Linked DNA regions of Ovis aries: region 1 is linked to region 2. Evidence: chromatin contacts called from public Hi-C data. All regions are on one chromosome and are shown on one strand. Each heading gives the region's core, a stretch centred on a gene start, on an enhancer-like site or on the middle of the called end of the contact. The rest is flanking DNA. Distances are from core to core; before and after follow the strand shown. Region 1 has its middle 26 kb from the start of RASGRP1. Region 2 has its middle 6.4 kb from the start of TRNAC-GCA.

What was found. A called contact is a pair of places that touch in the nucleus more often than the background predicts.
Region 1: a contact with region 2 is called in a Hi-C map of hypothalamus, with 6 times the contacts expected there. The contact joins two enhancer-like sites. A contact is called at or near these places in 4 of 16 Hi-C or Micro-C datasets (hypothalamus, mixed tissues, omental adipose tissue and 1 more).

The regions. Positions count from the first base shown.
Region 1 is chr7:32,503,058-32,510,189 of ARS-UI_Ramb_v3.0, forward strand. No RefSeq gene overlaps it. Among named protein-coding and RNA genes, the nearest start is that of RASGRP1, 26 kb to the left of the region's middle. Within about 2 kb of position 4,039, at least 6 of the 54 cell types and tissues checked have an H3K27ac peak or open chromatin away from gene starts, as enhancers often do.
Region 2 is chr7:31,788,075-31,795,124 of ARS-UI_Ramb_v3.0, forward strand. No RefSeq gene overlaps it. Among named protein-coding and RNA genes, the nearest start is that of TRNAC-GCA, 6.4 kb to the left of the region's middle. Within about 2 kb of position 3,352, at least 30 of the 54 cell types and tissues checked have an H3K27ac peak or open chromatin away from gene starts, as enhancers often do.

The sequences.
Region 1 (7,132 bases), core at 2,789-5,288, 720 kb after region 2:
ACTGCAGATGGTGACTGCAGCCATGAAATTAAAAGATGCTTACTCCTTGGAAGGAAAGTTATGACCAACGTAGATAGTATATTGAAAAGCAGAGACATTACTTTGCTGACTAAGGTCCATCTAGTCAAGGCTATGGTTTTTCCTGTGGTCATGTATGGATGTGAGAGTTGGACTTTGAAGAAGGCTGAGCGCCGAAGAATTGATGCTTTTGAACTGTGGTGTTGGAGAAGACTCTTGAGAGTCCCTTGGACTGCAAGGAGATCCAAGCAGTCCATTCTGAAGGAGATCAGCCCTGGGATTTCTTTTGGAAGGAATGATGCTAAAGCTGAAACTCCAGTACTTTGGCCACCTCATGCCAAAGAGCTGACTCACTGGAAAAGACTCTGATGCTGGGGGGGATTGGGGGCAGGAGGAGAAGGGGGCGACCGAGGATGAGATGGCTGGATGGCATCACTGACTCGATGGACGTGAGTCTGAGTGAACTACGGGAGATGGTGATGGACAGGGAAGCCTGGTGTGCTGCGATTCATGGGGTCGCAAAGACATGGCTGAGTGACTGAACTGAACTGATACATACCTCCCTCCTCAGACACTGCGATTCTTCCTTTATAAGCTGAATGAATTTATACAAGTTATTTGGTTTATCTGAGCCCTGGTCTCCTCATCTCTAAATTAGGACTAACAGTAATTCCCACTGATGTAGCTAGAGGTCCTGGGGGGAGTGAGAGGAAATGAAGTTAGCCCAGACTTGAATGCCATGAAGACTCGGATAAGAGGATGTTAGAGAAGCGGTGGAAAAGCTGGGTGTGTTCAAATGCATTTAAAACATTAGTGTTCAGAACAAGAGACAACAGAGGAGATGGTCAAAAGACAGGGGCTTTTAAGAAACATGTTCCTTCTCCTGATAGTAACACTTGCCCATGCTCCTGATGTCATCTCTGGACCAGCTGGTGGGAAGGCTAAGGAGAGTTCATGAAACTTCTAGTGCAAGTCTGGATACACTCAAGAAACATCAGTTATGATGATTATTTTGTTTCATCAATGCTCCCATGGTGCTTTATACATAATGTATTATGTCATTTATTTGGGGGGAGTTGCTGACCTGGTTTGTGCCCCAGTGTCCTCATCTGCAAGATGGGAATGAGAATAGTGTTCATCTTTGGTCGTGAGAAGACAAGCTGAGATACTAGGTGAAAGCTCTCTGTACACTGAGCACCCAAAAGTTGTGGCTGTTATAGACATTTGTTGTTAGCATGTGAAGCAACAGGGAAGAGTGGGCCTCTCAAAAGCATCAGGTATATTCAGGCAGGTTTGGGAGAACATAAATGTTAGGGCTCCCTCTAGTGGGGATCTGGAGAAGTGCAGCCAGTGCCCCACCAACCTGCGATAGGTGGGCATCCACAGGCGGCTGATTAGCGGCACAGCAGCAAGGAGCCTGTGAGCTGGGAGTCTTGCAGGCTTTGCTGACCTCCTGGGTTGGATTAGGAGATTTATGGAGAGGCAATAGGATTTCCAAATGTAAAGGTTGTGAAAAACATTACACATTGTATGGGACAGGCCAGGGGTTGTGCAAGCTTCCTCTCTTGTAAAATTGCTTGAGAATGGGAGACTCTGGGAAAGATTTCTTTTCCAAAGAGCATCCCAAGTAAGAGTGAAGGTGTGGATCACTGCAGCCACTTATGGGCTTCCAGGTGGAACAGGTGGTAAAGAATCTGCCTGTCAACACAGGAGACACGAGTTCAATCCCTAGGTCGGGAAGATTCTCTGCAGGAGGAAATGGCAACCCACTCCAGTGTTCTTGGCTGCAGAATCCCATGGACAGAGGAGCCTGGTGGGCTACAGTCCATGGGATCGCAAAGAGTCAGACACAACTGAGTGTACACACACACACAGAAACCCTTTCAATGCCCCAGAGTTCGTCTGGGTATTGAACACTGATCAGAAAGAAGAGATGTTGGGGATTGTGTTGACATCTATCTGACTTAAAACATACATGTGGATTAAGGGAATGGGCTGAGGCTTAAGGGGGAAAATGCATGCCTCAACTAAAGCCCTCTTGGTTTCTCAGGCCCCCTCTGTGGCTCACCATCTTTTAAACAGTCAGCCTCTGGACGGCCCTCTTTTTGAACCACTTCCCTCCAGAAGCACCTCTGGGAGGATGACTAATCCTGGGAGAAGGAAACTCAAGGGGGCAAGTGGAAAAAGGCAGGCCAGGCCATCAGGCTGTGGGGTGGAGAGAGAATAAAGGGAAGGTCTTCTTTCTCACAGGAAGCTGTGGCTCTGGGAGATATGGGAGGCGTGAGGCTGGACCAGCGCTTAGTGGCCATTGTCTCTACTGTCTGAAGGGAGAAGGAATCAGCAAGAATGTTCTCAGACCTGGAGCGGCAGGCTCTAAGAAGGTACACTCTGATCTCTTCCTCCAGAGAGTTCAGCAGGATATGACCTGATCTTCAAGGGTACACATTAAGAACCAGAGCAACCTTAACTCAGGGTTTGGGATATTCTAAACACAGGGGCATGCACCACGAGAGAGAGACTCCAGGCTGGTCTCAGTTCGAGGTGGGAAAGTACTGGGGTGCTGGATGGGGTGGTATGGAGCCAAGAAGGGAGTAGAAGGTCTGTTACTGCCGAAGCAATCGAAGATTAAGTAAGCAGTTTCTACTCTGGAAGCTGCTTATTCTCCAGGGAAGCAAGGACACACTGTAATAGAGTTTCACCTGAGGATGCAGGCTCGGGAACTAGGGCAGAAAATGCGAACTTGGCTGCCTTATGATACTGTTGTGATGTGTGTATTTTGCTCAGTGGTGCTTCACAAGCCCATATTAGGGAAAGCCACTGCAAGGCAAAGGGCTAAGACTTACCATCAGGCAGCAACTTCAACACCCAGCAAAGTGTAAAAAGCATGCAGTAGTCCCCCCTTATCCTTGAGGATACATTGTCAGACCTGCAGTGGATGCTTGAAACCATGAAGAACACCAGACCCTATATATACATGTGTGTATATATATGTGTGTGTGTGTATATATATATATATATACACACACATTATTTTTTCCTATACACACATGCCTATGATAAAGTCTAATTTATAAATTAGGCACAGTGAGAGATTAATGATAATAAAATACAACAATTAAAATGATATCCTATAATAAAAGTTACATGAATGTGGTCTCAGTACAAGCTAATGCCTTTCCTGCCTTAATGAAGCACTTAATATGCACTGTGGCTATAACTTGTAGTTGAGGTACAACACTAGAAAAACTAGCAAGAATTTCTTTATCTTTCTTCACAACTTTATGGATAGAAGACTCATTCTCACCAGAGAACAGCCTCAGCACTTACTTCCCCCGCCCCCTTTCCTTATTAAGTTGAGGACTTTTAGTTTTCTCTTAAAGGGAGCCCTTGACGGCTTCTCTTTGGCTTATCTGAATTGCCAGCATCACTCCTCTTGCATTTGGGGGCTGATGTCAAGCAAAATAAGGGTGACTTGAACACAAGCCCTGACTTGAACACAAGCCCTATCAGGACAGTCAGATGACCCAGGAAGCTACCATGTGACTCATGGACAGGATGTACTGACACTCCCAGGAGGACCGAGGAGGACCGACGGACACTCCCAGGAGAACCAACTGACATTCCCAGGGGGGCTGAAGAGGATGGACTGACACTCCCAGGAGGACCGACTGACATTCCCAGGACTTCTGAGGAGGGCAGCACAGGATTTCCTCATGCTGCTCAGAATGGCACCCAATTGAAAATTTCTGAGTTATTTCTGAAACTTTGAATGTAATATTTCTGGACTGTGGTTGACCATGTGGAGCTGAAACTGCGGGAAGTTAAACCACAGATAATGGAGGACTATGGCATTTTACTCATATGTACGTACATGTGAGACCATCGTGGGAAAATTATGCCTGGGAAAGTAGCAAGCATCAAACGGATGTGTTCAAAAATCAAGACCAGGCTGGTAACTGCAGACCTAAGAGCTTTGTTCTCTCCGGAGCCTGAATGTGAATGCAGGCATTGTTCCTGCTCCAGACACCCTTGTCACTGAACATCAGAGTTTCAGAGGATTTATACTGCCTGCCTAGGGTATGCAGCTCTTCACAGAGCTCCAAATCATACCTTCTGGAACTTTCTATTCTTTTTGTGCCACCAAGTATTATGCATTGCATTCAGTTCAGTTCAGTTGCTCAGTCGTGTCCGACTCTTTGCGACTCCATGAATCACAGCACGCCAGGCCTCCCTGCCATCACCATCTCCCGGAGTTCACTCAGACTCACGTCCATCGAGTCCGTGATGCCATCCAGCCATCTCATCCTCTATCATCCCCTTCTCCTCCTGCCCCCAATCCCTCCCAGCATCAGAGTCTTTTCCAATGAGTCAACTCTTCGCATGAGGTGGCCAAAGTACTGGAGTTTCAGCTTTAGCATCATTCCTTCCAAAGAAATCCCAGGGCTGATCTCCTTCAGAATGGACTGCTTGGATCTCCTTGCAGTCCAAGGGACTCTCAAGAGTCTTCTCCAACACCACAGTTCAAAACCATCAATTCTTTGGCGCTCAGCTTTCTTCACAGTCCAACTCTCACCTCCATACATGACCACTGGAAAAACCATAGCCTTGACTACATGGACCTTTGCTGGCAAAGTAACATCTCTGCTTTTGAATATGCTATCTAGGTTGGTCATAACTTTCCTTCCAAGGAGTAAGCGTCTTTTAATTTCATGGCTGCAGTCACCATCGGCAGTGATTTTGGAGCCCCCCAAAATAAAGTGTGACAATGTTTTCCACTGTTTCCCCATCTATTTCCCATGAAGTGATGGGACCGGATGCCATGATCTTCGTTTTCTGAATGTTGAGCTTTAAGTCAACTTTTTCACTCTCCTCTTTCACTTTCATCAAGAGGCTTTTTAGTTCCCCTTCATTTTCTGCCATAAAGATGGTGTCATCTGCATATCTGAGGTTATTGATATTTCTTCTGGCAATTTTGATTCCAGCTTTTGCTTCTTCCAGCCCAGCGTTTCTCATGATGTACTCTGCATAGAAGTTAAATAAGCAGGGTGACAATATACAGACTTGATGTGCTCCTTTTCCTATTTGGAACCAGTCTGTTTTTCCATGTCCAGTTCTAACTGTTGCTTCCTGACCTACATGTAGGTTTCTCAAGAGGCAGGTCAGGTAGTCTGGTATTCCCATCTCTTTCAGAATTTTCCAGTTTATTGTGATCCACACAGTCAAAAGCTTTGGCATAGTCAATAAAGCAGAAATAGATGTTAATGCATTGCGTTAACCTAAGGCAATTAGCTTTATCAGGAAGAAAAGAAAGACTGGACTTGACTTTTCTCTTTCCAGATGGAGAAACTGCCAGATCAGATGCTCTGTTTCTATCTCCCTTTGGGCAGTTGCTTAGTGCTATTGTAGAAATTTCTAACCATCTCAATTTTGCAGATGAGCAGAAGCAAATAACTCCCCTCCCCTTAAGCAGCCTGTAGGGATAGGGCCCAAGAACTTCCCCAGAAACACTTGTATTTCTGATGACTGATTTGCACTGGAGCTTTGATTATTTTACAGTGATTAAATAGTAAAGGGGCCTTTACTATGGTTAATTTGGATGCTCTGAATAGAAAACTACTGAAGACTCAATTCAGTCGAAAACCTGGTTAGAATCATAACTCACTGAGATTACTGGCTGAAGTGAATAGTCAAAGTGTTGGTCGACCAGTTGTGTTCAAGCCACTGAGACCCCGTGGACTGTAGCCCGCCAGGCTCCTCTGTCCGTGGGATTTCCCAGGCAAGAATACTAGAGTGGGTTGCCACTTCCTTCTCCAGGGGATCTTCCTGACCCAGGGATCAAACCCAGGTCTCCTGCATTGCAGGCAAATTCTTTACTATCTAAGCTACCAAAGAAGCCTGAGATTACTGGCTGGATGAGTAGATTTACTAGATATTTAACCAAGATCCAAGACAATTCAGATTCCTTAGACATGAATTTTGATAATTTTCCAAACTTCAAATATGGCTTTGTGCCCCAATTTTATTTTTTTTTAAACTAGAAGCTGGCAATGAACTATCTAGATAGTAGTTTCATTTTTAGATAGGGATTTTGATGAACAGGAAAAATAAAGAAAATGGACACATCATAACTTTGCAAACTACCTTTCATCAGTGGAAAACTGTAAAGAAATCCAGTGATCTAATGCAAATAACCTTGCAGTCATCTCTTGGCCTCTCCTGACTCTTGGCTTCTATTGACTGCCTTTGAGTTAGACTTGCCTTGCCTCAGCTTTGCTACTTTCTGTAGGACTATATCATTTAGGGGCTTCCCAGGTGGTGCTAGTGGTAAACAATCTGCCTGCCAATACAGGAGATGCAGGAGCTGCAGGTTTGATCTCTGGGTCGGGAAGATCCCCTGGAGGAGGAAAATGGAAACCCACTCCAGTGTTCTTGCCTGGAAAATTCCATGGACAGAGGAGCCTGGCAGGCTACAGTCCATGGGGCTGCAAAGATCAGACACAACTGAGCAGCGTATCATTTAGGAAGCCCGGTGAGATGGTAGTTCCAAGCAGTGTTTGTGCCCAATTAAACTGTCCTCCCTAAGAGTTACTTCTCACACTTGGGGCACTCTCTTGAGTTTCTTGACTTGAGGATATTCTGAAAATGCTATGTCTTTGTTTCCAGAGGTCTTCACGGAAGCTCTCTGGAAATAAGATCCTCCCAAAGGGTAGGAGAAGGGGCGATAGGGGATGAGATAGTTGGATGGCACCACTGACTCAATGGACATGAATTTGAGCAAACTCTGAGAGAGAAGTCTGGCGTGCTGCAGTCCATGGGGTTGCAGAGAGTTGGACACGACTTAGTGACTGCACCACCACAACAAAGGGTTTGCATCCCAGGCCTGGAGGGTCCTAGTTATCTCACACTTCGGTGCTCTTCTTCCCTGGGGGGGGGGGACAGTTGGGGGAATGACCTAACAACACTTCGGTGCTCTTCTTCCCTGGGGTGGGGACAGTCGGGGGAATGACCTAACACAGCCTTATGTTTGATCTGGAGCAGCCATTCCTCAGGGCATCCAGCCGCCTGGTCCCGCCTCTTTGCCAGAGTCCTGGTCCACTCAGGGGTTTCCTGAAGA
Region 2 (7,050 bases), core at 2,102-4,601:
CTGGTGGAAATGGACCAAGGGACTATCAGAAGAGAAGAAAAGCTGATATTCAGTTTTAGATCATTTTCTAATAAGTGGTGCTGCAATATTTGCTCTTACATGCTTACTTCACTGGCCAGTAAACTCTACCAGATATGGTTATAGATATTTGCCTGTACAAGTTGCCCTTTGTTAACCCTTACAAGTGAATTTTGGCAGAAAAGAAACTGTTATCTCTTCAGTTTGAGTCAATGCTGAATCAGAAATAAAGAAACAGCCGTAAGTTATAGAATAAAGAAGTAAGTAGGAGAAAACATGTGCAGAAATCCTCAGAAAAAGAACTAAAACATAGTACATGAAATGTGGAGGATGGTAGGAAAAGCAATCTAAGCCAGCATCAAAGATAGTGGTGGCTCCTGGTGACATCTAGATTGTAGAAGAAATTTCTACCTCTCTTCTTTCCTCTTGGCTCTCTCCAGAGAGATTAATATCAAGGAGATTTTCTCACATGTTTTCTTCTTAGAGTTTTATAATTTCGTGTTTTCTTCTACGAATTCAATAGTTTTATGTTTAGGTCTTTGATCCATTTTGATTTAATTTTGTTTATGGTGTTAGGTAAAGGTCCACCTTCTTTCTTTTCCATGTGGATAACTAGTTTTCACAGTACCACTTGTTGAAAAGACTGAACTCTCCCCACTGAATGGTTTTAACATCCATGTTGCAAATCATTTGAGTATATATGGAAGGGTTTATTTCAGGAATCTCTATTCTGGTACATTGGTATATATGCATGTCTTCATGCCAGTACCACACTGTTTTAAATACCATAACTTTGTAGTAAGTCTTGACATCAGGAGTCCTTCAACTATGTTCAGTTGAGTTGAGTCCTTCAAGTACGTTATTCTTTTTCAAGACTGTTCTGGCTATTCACTGTACCTTGAAATTCCACATGAATTTCAGGATGAGTCTTTAAATATTTTTACTCTTAAAAGAAAATCATTCACTGGGGTTTTGTTAGGGGTTTCAATGAAGTTATGAATGGCATTTTCTTATAATGCCTTTGTCTGGCTTTTTGATATCAGAAAAAAACTGGCCTCATAGAATGAGTTAGGACTTTTCTCTCCTCTTCAATTTTTGGAAAAGTTTGAGAAGGATTAGTATTCATTCTTCTTCAAGTATTTGTTAAAATTCAACAGTGAAGCCATCAGGTCCAGGCCTCTTCCTTTTTGGGAGATTTTTGATTACTGATTCAGTCTCCTTACTTGTTAAAGATCTGTTCTAAGAACAGGTTTTTTATTTCTTTATGATTCAGTCTTGATAGGTTTTATGTTTCTAGAACTTGCCCATTTCATCCAGGCTATCCAATTTGTTGACATACAATTGTTAATAGTATCCTCTTATAATACTTTTTATTTCCGTAGCATCAGTGGTAATATCAGTAGTTATCTGATTCCTTTTTTTTTAGTCATCTAACTAAAAGTTCATCAATTTTACTGACCTTTCTAAAGAACTAACTTTTTATTTCATTGATTTTTCTCTATTTTTCTATTCCCTAATTAATTTATCTCTGTTCTAATCTTAATCTGAACCTGAGTCTGCACGTCACATATCAGCTGGCCCACCCAGCTTCCCGGTCATACTGAAGTTTGAAAAATGGCTTTCTACAGAGGAAAGTTCCATAACATGTCCCTTGAAAGCCCCCACCAGACTGGCATTAATCCATACTCAGCCACAAGAAGCTGTTCCAATCTGAAATCCCAGATATATTAATGTTTACAGGTGTAGGAGCCAGGCCAGTTATGGAAAAGAGTAAAAGAGAGAGATGGGTTTCCCAGGTGGCTCAGTGGTAAAGAATCCACCTGCCAATGCAGGAGATGCAAGAAACTCAGGTTCGATCCCTGGGATGCAAAGATCCTCTGGAGTAGGAAATGGCAACCCACTCCAGTATTCCTGTCTGAGAAATCCTATGGACAGACGAGGCTGGTGGGCTACAGTCCATGGGGCGGCAAAGAGCTGGACACAACTGTACAACTGTGCATACATGCAAAGGGGATATATAAAGGCAATGGTGACTGGTGGGTGGCAAGGACTGTTCAATACATTTCCTATCACTTTAATAGTTCATCGAAGAGAGGAATGTTAGCATATCCTGATTTTTTTCTTGACTCCCTGAAATTTCTACAATCACAACTCCCCATTTTAAGTGTTAGTAAAACTTTTTCTCTTTGGAGTTGGGAGACTAAACAAAGAAAAAGACTGGAAGGGTGATCTATTAGGAGCTAAATGGGGCTAGTTCTTTATAAACAACTGCTTTCCCTACCTTTATCTGTTAGACCCCAATCCCAACATACACATACAAGTCAATTTGGAAATGAAGAAAACCCCTCAGGGAGGAGCAGGCTTGCCCTTCTCCAGGGATCTTGGTGCCAGCACACAGGAAAGGCCACTATGGAGGTACAAATCTTTCTCCTCTCTTTGCCAGCCACTCCCACCCTGCTTGCAGGACTTAAAGCTGCAGTCAGTAGAACTGCTCTGTATTCTTCTCCCCTCTTCATTCTACCATAAGAGTCAGGAGAGGAGCTGCACCTCATGTTCTCAACCAGGAGGCAAACCACTGTGGTTTGGTAAAAATTTTTTGTACCCCACCACCAAATTTTATGTCTCCTCCTCTCCTCTGATTCAGTCTGCCCCTCTTGGGTAATAAAGGTCAGAAAGTTGCCTCAGAACAGACCCTGGTGTTTCTTATAGAGTCCAAATTGGCACCATCCACTTTAGAGTCCAGTGGCTAATCCCAAACTAGGGGTCTAATTCCCACTCTCCCTGATACGAATCTGCTCTGTGAATCTTTCCTGTCATCCTCCTGCAAGTTCAGTCACTTTGTGGAAGCACAGACTCCTGAGAGCCCAGCACTGTATAACACTGCTGCAAAAAATATCCCTATCACTATGCTGTTCTGCGATGACTCAGAAGAGATGAAATGGGAGAGAAGATCCTAAAATCATGTTGCCAGAGGCACAGTGCTGGCCTGTTACGCAAGCCAAAGATGTCTGTATCCACTTTATCCACACGGTGGTGCTAGCCTCAAAAGGATTACCCCAAAAGGAAATGAAACAGTTCCCAGTTCCCTCTCATTAATGACAGAGCTGTACACAGTGCTCACAGCATTACTCGTGGAAGAAGACTATATATTAATCCTGCAAATAAGCATGTAAAATAAACGAGTTTGTCCTCATCCTTATCCTCAACCTACTTCCCAGGGGGAATAAAAGAAATCAAATCACTGTTCTGTTTTTTTTTCCTCAACTCACTGATTCAATCTTAACCGACCCTGGGGCAAAAGAATGACTCATGCTGAGCTGTTGGATGTGTACAATCCTGGCATAGAACCTTATTATTCCTGAGAGGGAGCTGGGGTAGAGAGCTGGTCAACTAGCCATCTAAGGCGCTCGCTCATTGGATTCTTGTTAAGTGCTGCTGGCAGTCTAAGAAGATGGGAACAGCAGACATTTCACTGCTTTCACTGAATAAAACTTGGTGGGTTTAATGTGGGTGCCTTCTAGAAAAATGGCCAGAGAAGAACAGAAAGTCTGGTTTGGGCTTCTAAACCTCAAAGTATCCCCTCCACCTGCCATAAGACCAAGTCTCACCAGCTGCCTCTTCTATTTGTGCAATCTAAATCTTCACTTAAATGTTTTAAAAGCTCAGGGGGATCTTATTAAGCATGCAAAATAGCACTTAGGCAACGTATATGATGCCAGTTACTAGGTGCATACACGAACAACCTTCAAAAGCACAGTGCCTATCAACAGCAGAAGCACCCTTTAAGGGAGAACTGACCCAAGTTGGTGAATGGTCCTCTGTAAGTCAGCCCATACCTGATGCTGATAGTGATAACAATGGCAACCATAGGCACAACGATGCAAGTCCAGATTATTTTCAGACCTGGCCCTGGACACTGACAGCTTGCTAATACCTGTGATCTGGGAGGTAACACAAAGTACCACTTATCATTGTGCCTATCTATCCCCCTCTGGCTGACTATGGACTTCTGACCCTTTTACATGTTTAAAATCCTCAATTATAGAAAAGAGCTATAAGAATATTACCCTATAATTTCATTCATAAAATATACATCTTAGTGGAGAAGGAAGGAAAGATCCTAGCAAAAGTGTCCGTTTGAATGAGATCATTAGATTGCCTGATTTACCCTTGAAATAGCAAGGAGCTGGATCCTAGGATCTCACGGCATATGAGACAAGTGTTGACAAAAGCTAAGAGTTCAGCAGTCATAGGTTCTGGGTCCAGTGACTTAGTCGAAGCAAGAATGAGTCTGGAATGAGTCTGGAAGGATTTCCCCATTTATCACAGATCAAACATAGCAAAGCGATGGCTCACAGGCCCATTCAACTTGAGTTGCATTTCATTTGACTCAAACTTTTTTTTTTTTCCTTCTCATTTTCATGTATTGTAAATTCTAGAGATGCCATCTAAAATTCTAGATTTGGGACTTCTCTTTAAAAAGTGAAAAGTTTTGTCGCCACTGGACAGAATTCTCATGTGACAGTAATTGCTCAAAGGTGAGAAATAAGAGCTGAGTCAACAGCATGTGGCCATTTGGTCACCGTAGTCCCCATCACCCTGATTGTGTCATACCTGATCTGGTTTACTCATCTGTGCCACCACACACCCCTCTAAGTCCTAACTGACCTTGCTTTCTGAGGGCGACACAGAAGAGAGAATCCCTGAAAGAAAGATGGCAATACCAACAGCGATAGGAGCTACCAAAAGACAGATGACTTTCTGGAAAAACAGAGTCAATCATACCTGACATAGCTAAAGCAAACACTCAGGAAAAAATATATAGCACAGCTCATACTGGGCTAAGTAGGAAAGCGTAGTGTTTCCAGGACTCAGAGCAGTGTAAGGAGGAAAGACAAATGAAAAACCGTATAATGTGATGAGAAAGTGTTTCTTAATCTCAGCTTTTGATTTATGAGGCAGCAAACCACAGACTTACCAATAAGTCATATGAACTTTAGAAATAGCCAAAGGCTCCCTGTGTGGCAAGGATGCAGCCTACGTGCTCACTTTCCTACAGCTCATGGATGAGGAGCAATGGAACTGAGCTGCAATCAGGGAACACTGGCTTAGGCTGAATATCAGGAACAAATCATGTTCTAGAATTATATACACATTAAACTCTGAGATAACCACACAGAATTATAAGTTGTTTGTGCTTAAGCAATTTGTGCACAAGTCTTAATTTATAAAGGTGACTGAGGAATGATACAGAAAGGTCCGTGTCACTGAGAAGAGCTTCCTGTTACAATTCCCCAGGAATGAGAGGCGCGTGGGGAAACACCAGCGGGTACAAGCAGGAAGGAGAGGAAAGCATGGCCTAGAGCCTTGATTGTGTTTTCTATGGGAAAGGCAAGGCAGGGAAGGGAGAAATGGTCTAAAATTGGCTAGTTTTCATCATATTGGTGCCCTCTGCTCTATAGGGGTGGTCTCTAGTTGCCTGGTACCTGGCCTTAGGCAATATGGCAGGAGAATTATTGGATTTGTGTGAGATTTAGATAAAGGAAGTAGCTGGGGAATGGACTCGAGATTCACTAGAAAGTTTATAATATGATTTTTGCACACCTGTGAAAGCTGTGTCACAGGGGAGATGTCAACAACTGTGACCGTGAGTCTAGCACAGTGATTAATGGATCCGGAATAGACAAACTAAGAGAAAATAGATTATCAGGGAATTTAAGAACTCTTCGGTCTAGTCCCTCCATTTCATAAATGAGGAAATTGATGTTTAACTGTGTTGTCATTTGTCCAAAATCCAACAAGGCTTGTTAAGAGCACTGCACAGAACAGGATTCTCACCCACAACTCATACCTCTGACCTTTCCACCACGTTCTATAAATGTATGCCTATGTGCACTCTAACATCTGCAATTCTCTTTATCATGTCCTGAGAAGCTAAAACAGGAGCTGGCAAACTTTTTCTGCAGAGAATCAGACAGTAAATATCTCAGGCTTGTGGGTTAGACCATCTGTGTCACAACAACTCATCTCTGCCATCGTAGCAGTAAAACAGCTGTTGGTTTAGTGACATAAACCAATGGGTGTGCCTATATTCAATAAAACTTTATAGATATTGAAGTTATAATTTTATATTAATTTTCATTATCATGAAATAGTATTTTCAAAATTTTTTCAACTACTTAAAAACGTAATAACTGTTCTTGGCTTGGGCTGTACAAAAACAGGCTGCAGGCTGAGTTTTGCCCATAAGCCAGTTTACTAAACTTTGGGCTGGATAATTTGCACATGTCCTATGAAATTGCAGATGACTGAGCCAAATGACAGCCCATCACTCTAGGTCTTAGTTCCTCTATTGATAAAATGAGGTAAATAGACTCTAAGGTCCCTTGCAGACTTGTGACCTTGAGGCTTCTGCCAAGGGGACTCAAGACAAAAATAAGCTGTAAAAAGGAATCTGTGGGTTCTTTCATGGGCCACTATTAAGCAATACCTCTCTCAGATATCTCCAGCAGCCAAAATCAGGAATGATATTGGGAAAAAAAAAATTAGATACACAGAATTTTAGAGTTAAAAAAAAATTATGGAATGGCAAGTTTAGGGAACAGGACTAAATAAATTTCTCTACTCAAAAAACTCTCAAACTGGATATGCACAGGACTATCCAGAGATGCAGTCTTCCAAAAGCACACTCTCAGATAAGAACTTGAGTACAGGTAGTTTGTGTCAGAGACAGAAATAGGAAACACAAATGAGACAGAGAAAAATGAAACAGGGAAATGGGAAACACCATGCAGCTTATGTTAATAGGTCACTGCTCTGAGCATTTGCTCTGTTTAGAGCTCAGTTCTGCTGGAAACTCTCTGAGAAACTATGATGTGGCTTCAGAATGATTCTGCAGAGGGTGAGGTGGTTTTAGGCATTTATCAAGTCCAACTTCCCAAAGATGGAGGGCTGAGGATGTGAACACTCCCATGGCTTCTGAGTACCACCTGCAGGGAATCCAAGGAAGCTCCCAGAGTGCTGAAAAATTAC